Regions from separate parts of the Rattus norvegicus genome. Here region 2 is linked to region 1. A link is a contact called in public Hi-C data. All regions are on one chromosome and are shown on one strand. The core of a region is the stretch at or near the end of the contact, and the rest is flanking DNA. Distances in the headings are between cores, read along the strand shown. Region 1 holds the start of Gsk3b (glycogen synthase kinase 3 beta). Region 2 holds the start of Lrrc58 (leucine rich repeat containing 58).

Region 1 (3,652 bases), core at 640-3,139:
GAAGACGTTCCCATATCCTTAGCTCGCGCGGTGGGGAGCCTCGGGCGCACTCGGTAAGCTGCGCCCCGCGGAGCTCCCGGGAATGGGGACAACCTCTCGTCCCACTAGAGCGCTCGCGGCTCGGCCCTCCGACCGCCAGCATTTTCAGACCGGCTGCACAGCCAGCACGAGCGTCGGGTCGGAGAGCAGACGCAGGCCGACCACTCAGCCGGTCCGCCCGCTCTAGGGACCACCCGAGGCCAATCCCACTGCAGCTAGGTCTTGCGATTACACAGCAGTGGTCGCCCATTGGCCGCCGCCACGGGCTCCTACACCCTCCTTCTCCCTTTTGCGGCTCCCCTCCCCCGCGCTACAGCTCCGATGCTGCAGACCAATGAGATGGCACTTTATAGATGCACTCCCTCCGCTTTCGTCTTCTCCCCGCCTCAAAGAGGGAGGGGAGGCTCTGACTGGCCAGATGTCCTCGGAAGCCCCCTTCCCTTCACCAATCACTGAGAAAAGAACACGCCCGGTGGAGTTGTCCAGCCAATGAGGAAACGGGCGCGGTGCCCAGCCGAGTAGTTCCTCCCGCGACTCGGGAGTTTCGCTGTCCTTAACTCTTCAGGCTTCCCCCTGCGGGCCTAGAGCTCCGATTGGCCACTGTCGCTATTGTCGAATCTTTTCTCCAGCCAGCCACAGAACAAGGCGAACCCTCTTTCCCTCTTTTCGGCTACCTTCGGCATTCCTCGTTGCCGGGGCGTGGTCTCCCAGCGGCGTCTCCTCATTGGTTATTTAGGCCGCTCGGCTTTTTCCGGCCGGAGCTGCAAGCAAACGACGTCTTTGATTGGTTCCAGCTTAGGTTTCGGCTCCACAGCCGAAGCTGGCGGGCGCGGGCTCGGCGAGCGATTCCCAGACGCCTGTTACGCGGGCGGCGGGGCGCTGGGCGGTGTAAGGCTGGGTGGGGGAGGAAGGAGGCGGAGGACGAGTAGGAAGGGGGAGGGGGGAGTGGGGAAGGGCTAGGCGACTGCGCAGACGGCGCGCCTCGCACAGAGCAGCCCCCGACCCGGCCGAATGCGGGCTTGTGTCGCCGCCGTCGCCGCCGCCTGGGCCGAGTGACAAAGGAAGGAAGGCAGCGAGGAGGAGCCGTCCCTGCAGCCGCTGACAGGGCTTCGGGCTCGGGGCACAGCGCGGACACTTCCCGAGCAGCCGCTCAGCAGAGGCGAGGGGCGGAGGCCGGCCGTGCCGGGGCCGCGGACGGGGGAGGGGACCCCGAGGGACGGAAGCGGTTGCCTGGTTCCCATGTCCCCGGCGTATGGGGAGCAGTCAGGGAGCCGCTGCCTGGGGTCTGAAGGGAGCTGCCTCCGCCGCCGCTGCCGCCATGGCCGCTGGATCCAGCCACCGCCTGCAGCTGCTCCTGGCGCAATGAGGAGAGGAGCCGCCGCCGCCACCGCCCGCCACTGACTCGCGACTGCGCTGCCCTCCGATTCACCCGGCCGCCGCCGCCGTCAGACCGCCGGATCCCTCTGCTGCCGGAGCCGCAGCGTTTGCCGTCGCATCTCCGAGCCATCTCCTCCCTCCTTCCCATCCCCCTTCTCTTCAAGCGTGAGGCTCGTGATCCTTCCGCCGCTTCCCTTCTTCATTGACTCGGAAAAAAATCCCCGAGGAAAATATAATACTCAGAGTACTTATTTTCAATCAAGTATTTGCCCTCGTTCACGTGATATATATATATTTTTTAAGGATTCCACTCCACCCTTTTTCTCCTCTCCCAGGAAAGGGAGGTGAAAGAATTATATTTTCCCCCCAGCTCTAAATCATCTATGTGTTAAATATCCGTACCGATCTGTCTTGAAGAAATACATAGCTCCTTTTTTTTTTCTTCTTAAATAGCTATACAAAAGGAGTGAAAGGCCAAGAGAACGAAGTCTTTTTTTTTTTTTTCTTGCGGGAGAACTTAATGCTGCATTTATTATTAACCTAGTACCCTAACATAAAACAAAAGGAAGAAAAGGATTAAGGAAGGAAAAGGTGAATCGAGAAGAGCCATCATGTCGGGGCGACCGAGAACCACCTCCTTTGCGGAGAGCTGCAAGCCAGTGCAGCAGCCTTCAGCTTTTGGTAGCATGAAAGTTAGCAGTGAGTATCGATTTTATTTTACACCCTTTCTCCACCTCACCATTAAGATAAGAAACCTCGAAATACCAGGATCTAAACTAACAGACCTGATAGAACAGTCAGTCAGCCAGTGGTAGTGGAAAAGGGCAAAACCTGTCTTGACTCAAGATGAGGCAGCTCCTTTTTCTCCTCCCATACCCATACCCCCCTCCCCCAGCCTCATTAACCTTGAATTGAGAGAATATTAGTTTTATTTGGCTGATTGGATTCGAAACTTATTTTCTTACGTTCTCCGTGCTGTTGGTAGTCAGTCTTTTCAAGTGCCCCAGTGCCTCCGGGTTAAGCGGTGGAAGCTTTCGCTTGCCCATCCCTTTGAATAAAGAGGACAACGCTTGATTAATAAACCATGATGTACATTTGCCGAGTCCGTGTCTTCTGGAATGAGGGGGTTTATTTTAGTTAGCTCAGGTTATCACGGGTCTGCATTCTAAATAGAGATACTAAATGCCCCAGCCTCCTAATATTTCCTTTTTGCCTGTGTGACTACACAAAGTATTTTTGAATCTGGGGAGGAACTTGCTTGGTAACCCACATTCCCGTTGGAGGCGAGCTAGTATCCATCCCTCACTCTTCTCCGGGCTGGTGGGAGCTGAGAAATATCCCGCAGCAGATGCATCTCTGAGTGCATTGTTTTTAATTTTTAAGTGGTTTAATGTGTTATCTCTTAACCTTCCTGTTTTGACATTACCAATCTGCCACCATATAATTTGTGTAATCAAAAGGTAACTTGGAGATTCAACTTTTGATTGAGGTTGTATTGCCATATTGCCAAATACTAAGTTAAGTGTTGTCACTGACTGTCATTTAAGTTTAATTTTGAAGTGGTGTTGCATTTATTACTTGTTAATTTTTTTTTTAAAGAGTACAAGTGGATACCTTTTTAGGCTGATTTAAAATGTATCTATGAGTATCTGTCAGTCTTTTGCTGGGGAATCTGTGCTGAAAAAAAAAAAAAGTCTGTGTTCTTGAAGTGTTTGGTATACCGAGTATCCAGTGTTCAAATGTATCTATTTGTGGAGATGTTTATGTGGTATTTCATGACAGCTTATTAGAACATAGTTGCAGATTCTGGCCAAAATATCTATGGTATTTTCCTTATTCCTTGAGAAAGAAGAGGGAGGAGATAGATAAAACTGTTTTGTGGCTGAGAGGAGCTGCTGTAACTGAAGAACTAAGATTTTTAAAAAGTTAAAATGCATGTGCTGTTATGTGCAATTGATTAAGCAACTGGGAGTGAGGAATCCTCCAGTTGCACGCAGGATTGTTATGTGCAATTGATTAAGCAACTGGGAGTGAGGAATCCTCCAGCTGCATGCAGGATTGCAGTTCTGTAGGCTTTTGGACCTTGTCTGGAACAGAGAAGTCCAAAGTTGTATCCAGAGCGATAGCTGAGTGGGAGAGATTTTTGCAAGTTAACTTTTTTCTTTCCTTCAGTGAGTGACTAGCCAATTTAGAACGCAGGGCATGTTAAGAGGGAAGCTGATTTCACATCTTTCAG
Region 2 (3,652 bases), core at 796-3,295, 220 kb before region 1:
GTACAATGGGGAGCATTATCAACAGTGAATGGCAGGGAATTCAATATAGGAGTTGTGCGCCCTATAATGAAAATAGAGTCCTTTTCTTTCCACAGAGGCCGATTCTGATTGAGGAGATACACTGTTTACATTGATATTGATAGCTTGTTATAGCTTCAAAAAACAACGCCATGTTCAACTTTTAGAAGACAGTTTCTGTTCCGTGATCTGTTCACATCTATCCCAAATTCAACAGTTATTGATAATTCAAATTCTTACTAAAGTAGGCCATCCTTCAACTCTTCAAGCAGTATACTTAAAATTTATCAGTTTGCGTCTCTTTGCTACAGCTCCATTTTCTACCCTCTTTCCTTCACTGTTTATTAAAAAGGGAGTTTCTGTCCTATTCAGGACTTTCTGCTTAGCTTCAATGTCTATTATTGAGATCATCTTTTCCCTATTGCCTGATGTGTAATTTTAGCTTTTTCTGATGCCCTTTTCCTCATTTTACATTGTTACTGTTTAATTGTTGTTTTTATCGAGGGTACACATTTTTAAGGCATTAAGTATTCTTGATCACAGTAGGGTTCCTTCTAGAATATTATTTTGATCAGATATCTTCAAGACACTTGCAGATTTATTTATTTTTAGACACGGTCTCTCTCTCTCTCTCTCTCTCTCTCTCTCTCTCTCTCTCTCTCCTAAAACTGTAGAGCAGGCTGACCCTCAGAGATAGTCCTACCGTTGCCTCCTGAGAGTTGAGATTAAAAGCAGGTACCACTGTGCCTGGCACACATTTTTTAATTCCACCCATGGGTTGTTAAACTAACAAACTATATCCTTCCAAGTCAACTCAACCATAAAGCTTAGCTGTGAAGAAACATGAAGTCTCTCATCTACAAAACCGAGGACATGAGATTATGTTCTTTAGGGAAAAAAGCAATTTAATCCCACTGGTTACCACATAACCTTGTGACTTTCTTGTACTTAAGCTCAGTAAGAAACGCTAAGTAGTTCTCTCATTTCCATTAATGACTTTAAAATTACAAAATGTAATCTCAGAAAAGGTTGAAATTGAAATGGGATCAGGATGAAAATACATCTACTGGAATTAGTGAATTAGGGCCAGAGTCAAGAATTTCCCAGTTAAATTCTATCTAGGACTCTCTGAATGCTTTCTCCATCTGAGCTCAGTGTAAACTAGCTCAAATCAAGGGACCTCCTCTATCTGCTCCCACGAGAGACCAAAGCCCACAGGAGTGATTCTGTAATGGATGTGAGCAAAGTTCTTATTCGACACACATTGCTTTTGTTATTTTGGTTTTTTGAGACAAGTTTCTCTGCATAGCTGTGGCTATCCTGGAACTTGCTCTGTAGACAGTGCTACTACTTTAAAAGACAAAGGGCAAGTAAGGAAGGGAAGGAAAACTTTAAGCAAGTTTTCCAGATGGGGCGACTGCAATCTCTCTGCCTTTGGCTTTAGCTTCGAAGAGGCCTTTGTTCTTTCCCTTGTAGCCCTGGTTAGCCTGGTACTCGCTATATAGGTCAGGCTGGCCTCAAACTCAGTACACTTCAACATTTCGGAGTGGGGACTAGGGGCGTGGGTCACCAGTCCGCTCTCCTGCAGACTTAAATTCTCGGGCTACGTTCCAGTCATGGCTGCTCTCTCTGGATCCGGCAGAAATGGGGGCCCTGTCTCAAGTGAGAACAAAGGAGGCGGCGCCCCGTGACGCGTCGGCCTTCGGGCCGGATCATCAGCCCCGGAGCTGTTTACTCTGGCGGCCAAGGCCATGGGGCACCCGAATATAAAAAGCGAGCGGCCCGCTCTGGGGAGCCTCAGGCTTCCGGCTCGCTACGTGAGGTCCGCGACGCCCGGGCGAGCCTAGCTCCCTCAGACTATCCAGTGAGCACCAGGCCTCCGCTGCGCAGGCCGCGCCGCGCGCCACGTGAGGAGGAGCCTGCCCCCGAGCGGCGCGCGCACCCCGCGCTGGACATCGCGTGACTCGGCCACCCCGCGGGGTGAGCGCCCGGGCCGGGCCGCCCCGCGCCACTTCCGACGCGGCGCTCGCTTCAGGTTCCGGGGCGCGCCGCCTCGGCTAGCGGCCTGGGGTCCGGCGGGATGGAGGAGGCCGCGCTCGGGGAGGCCGAACTCAACTGGTCCCGCCTCAGCGTGTCGGCCGAGGCGCTGGAGTCGGAGCTGGAGGCGCGCGCGGAGGAGCGGCGCGGCTCACGGGAGGCGCTGCTGCGGCTGCTGCTGCCGTATAACCGTCTGACGTCGCTGCCACGGGCGCTGGGCAGCGGCTTCCCACACCTCCAGCTCCTGGACGTGAGCGGCAACGCGCTCACGGCGCTGGGACCCGAGCTGCTGACGCTGAGCGGCCTGCGCACGCTGCTGGCCAGGAACAACCGGCTCGGCGGCCCGGGCTCGCTGCCCAAGGGCCTGGGCCAGTCGCCGCTCTGCCGCAGCCTCCAGGTACTCAACCTCAGCGGCAACTGCTTCCAGGAGCTGCCGGCCTCGCTGCTGGAGCTGCGCGCGCTTCAGACCCTCAGCCTGGGAGGCAACCAGCTGCAGAGCATCCCCGCCGAGATCGAGAACTTGCAGAGGTGAGTGGCTGCGAGACGGGATTGGGAGGGGGGGTTGGGGAGCCGGGCGGTGGCCCGAGCTCCGTGGCACCGTGTTGAAGGGCGGAGGAGGGGGTGCTACTGGCGAGCCATCGCCGCTTAGCGTCTAAGGTTGAGTGGGTGGTGGCCTTTGGGTTGTGTTTGGCCTATGCAGGTCTTTGAGGCATTTTCGCCGCACCCCTACCTGTACCCCCACCCCCGCCACTCGCCCCCAATGAACTCTGGAACTCATTGTGTAGACCAGGGCCAGGGTAGCCTCGAACCCACAGAGATCCGCCTGCCTCTACCTCCCAAATTCTGCGACTAAAAACATGCGCCACTAAGCCTTATTAAGACTTCGCCTTGGGGTTGGGGATTTGGCTCAGTGGTAGAGTGCTGGCCCTGGGTTCGGTCCCCAGCTCCGAAAAAAAGAATAGGAAAAAAAAAAAAAAGACTTCGCCTTATTTCTTGAGTCTAGTGAGGGAGCCAAGTGGGCGCCCAGTAACAGAGGTGGGCGATTTCTTACTGGGAAGTCTTCCGTGGCTTTGCACGCGTTTGCATCAAAGTGGCATTTAACGTGGCGTAGGAAGTGCTCTGGCCTACTTGGTTTTTATTCTATTTCCAGTTAGCCCCTTTTAGCCGTAGCCAAAGTACCATTTGTGGAGTTAGTGAGCCTTGCACTCCCCCCTTTTATAGAAAGCAGCCCTTGTCCTTGTATTGGGTGGGGTCGGGCAAAACCTCTTCATGCTGCCCTTCCTTTGACCCTGAGGAACTATTCACATTTCAAAATCTTATCTTAGGAGTCTTTTCTGTCCCCCCCCCCTTTTTTAACTGTTCCCAGGACAATTAACGCCAAACTGTACTTCCTCTGTATGTCACACGCCCCTCCATTGTATTTATGTTATTGAATATAGTTCCTTCTTTACAGGAACTGTCTACCTCTTCTAAGCTTAGTCAGTAATGTAGAGTGTACTGGAGTAGGGAGGTACAGAAAAGGGTAATAGAAGTGCCCTAAGGTGTCCTGCAGGGGAGTGGGAAGTAAAACAACAAGAAACTATCTTCCACTTGTTAA

The links. A called contact is a pair of places that touch in the nucleus more often than the background predicts.
Region 2: a contact with region 1 is called in a Hi-C map of mammary epithelial cells, with 4 times the contacts expected there. The contact joins the promoter of Lrrc58 here to the promoter of Gsk3b in region 1. A contact is called at or near these places in 2 of 12 Hi-C or Micro-C datasets (frontal cortex and mammary epithelial cells) and 1 of 1 datasets of contacts at active chromatin or transcription factors (oligodendrocytes).

What each region holds. Positions count from the first base shown.
Region 1 is chr11:76,151,486-76,155,137 of GRCr8, reverse strand. It overlaps Gsk3b (glycogen synthase kinase 3 beta), which reads left to right and starts at 1,889. Exons shown (of 11, transcript NM_032080.1): 1 at 1,889-2,115. The coding sequence starts at 2,028.
Region 2 is chr11:76,366,702-76,370,353 of GRCr8, reverse strand. It overlaps Lrrc58 (leucine rich repeat containing 58), which reads left to right and starts at 2,045. Exons shown (of 4, transcript NM_001195558.1): 1 at 2,045-2,583. The coding sequence starts at 2,099. Btnl12 (butyrophilin-like 12) reads right to left here and starts at 909. Exons shown (of 5, transcript XM_063270931.1): 1 at 1-909.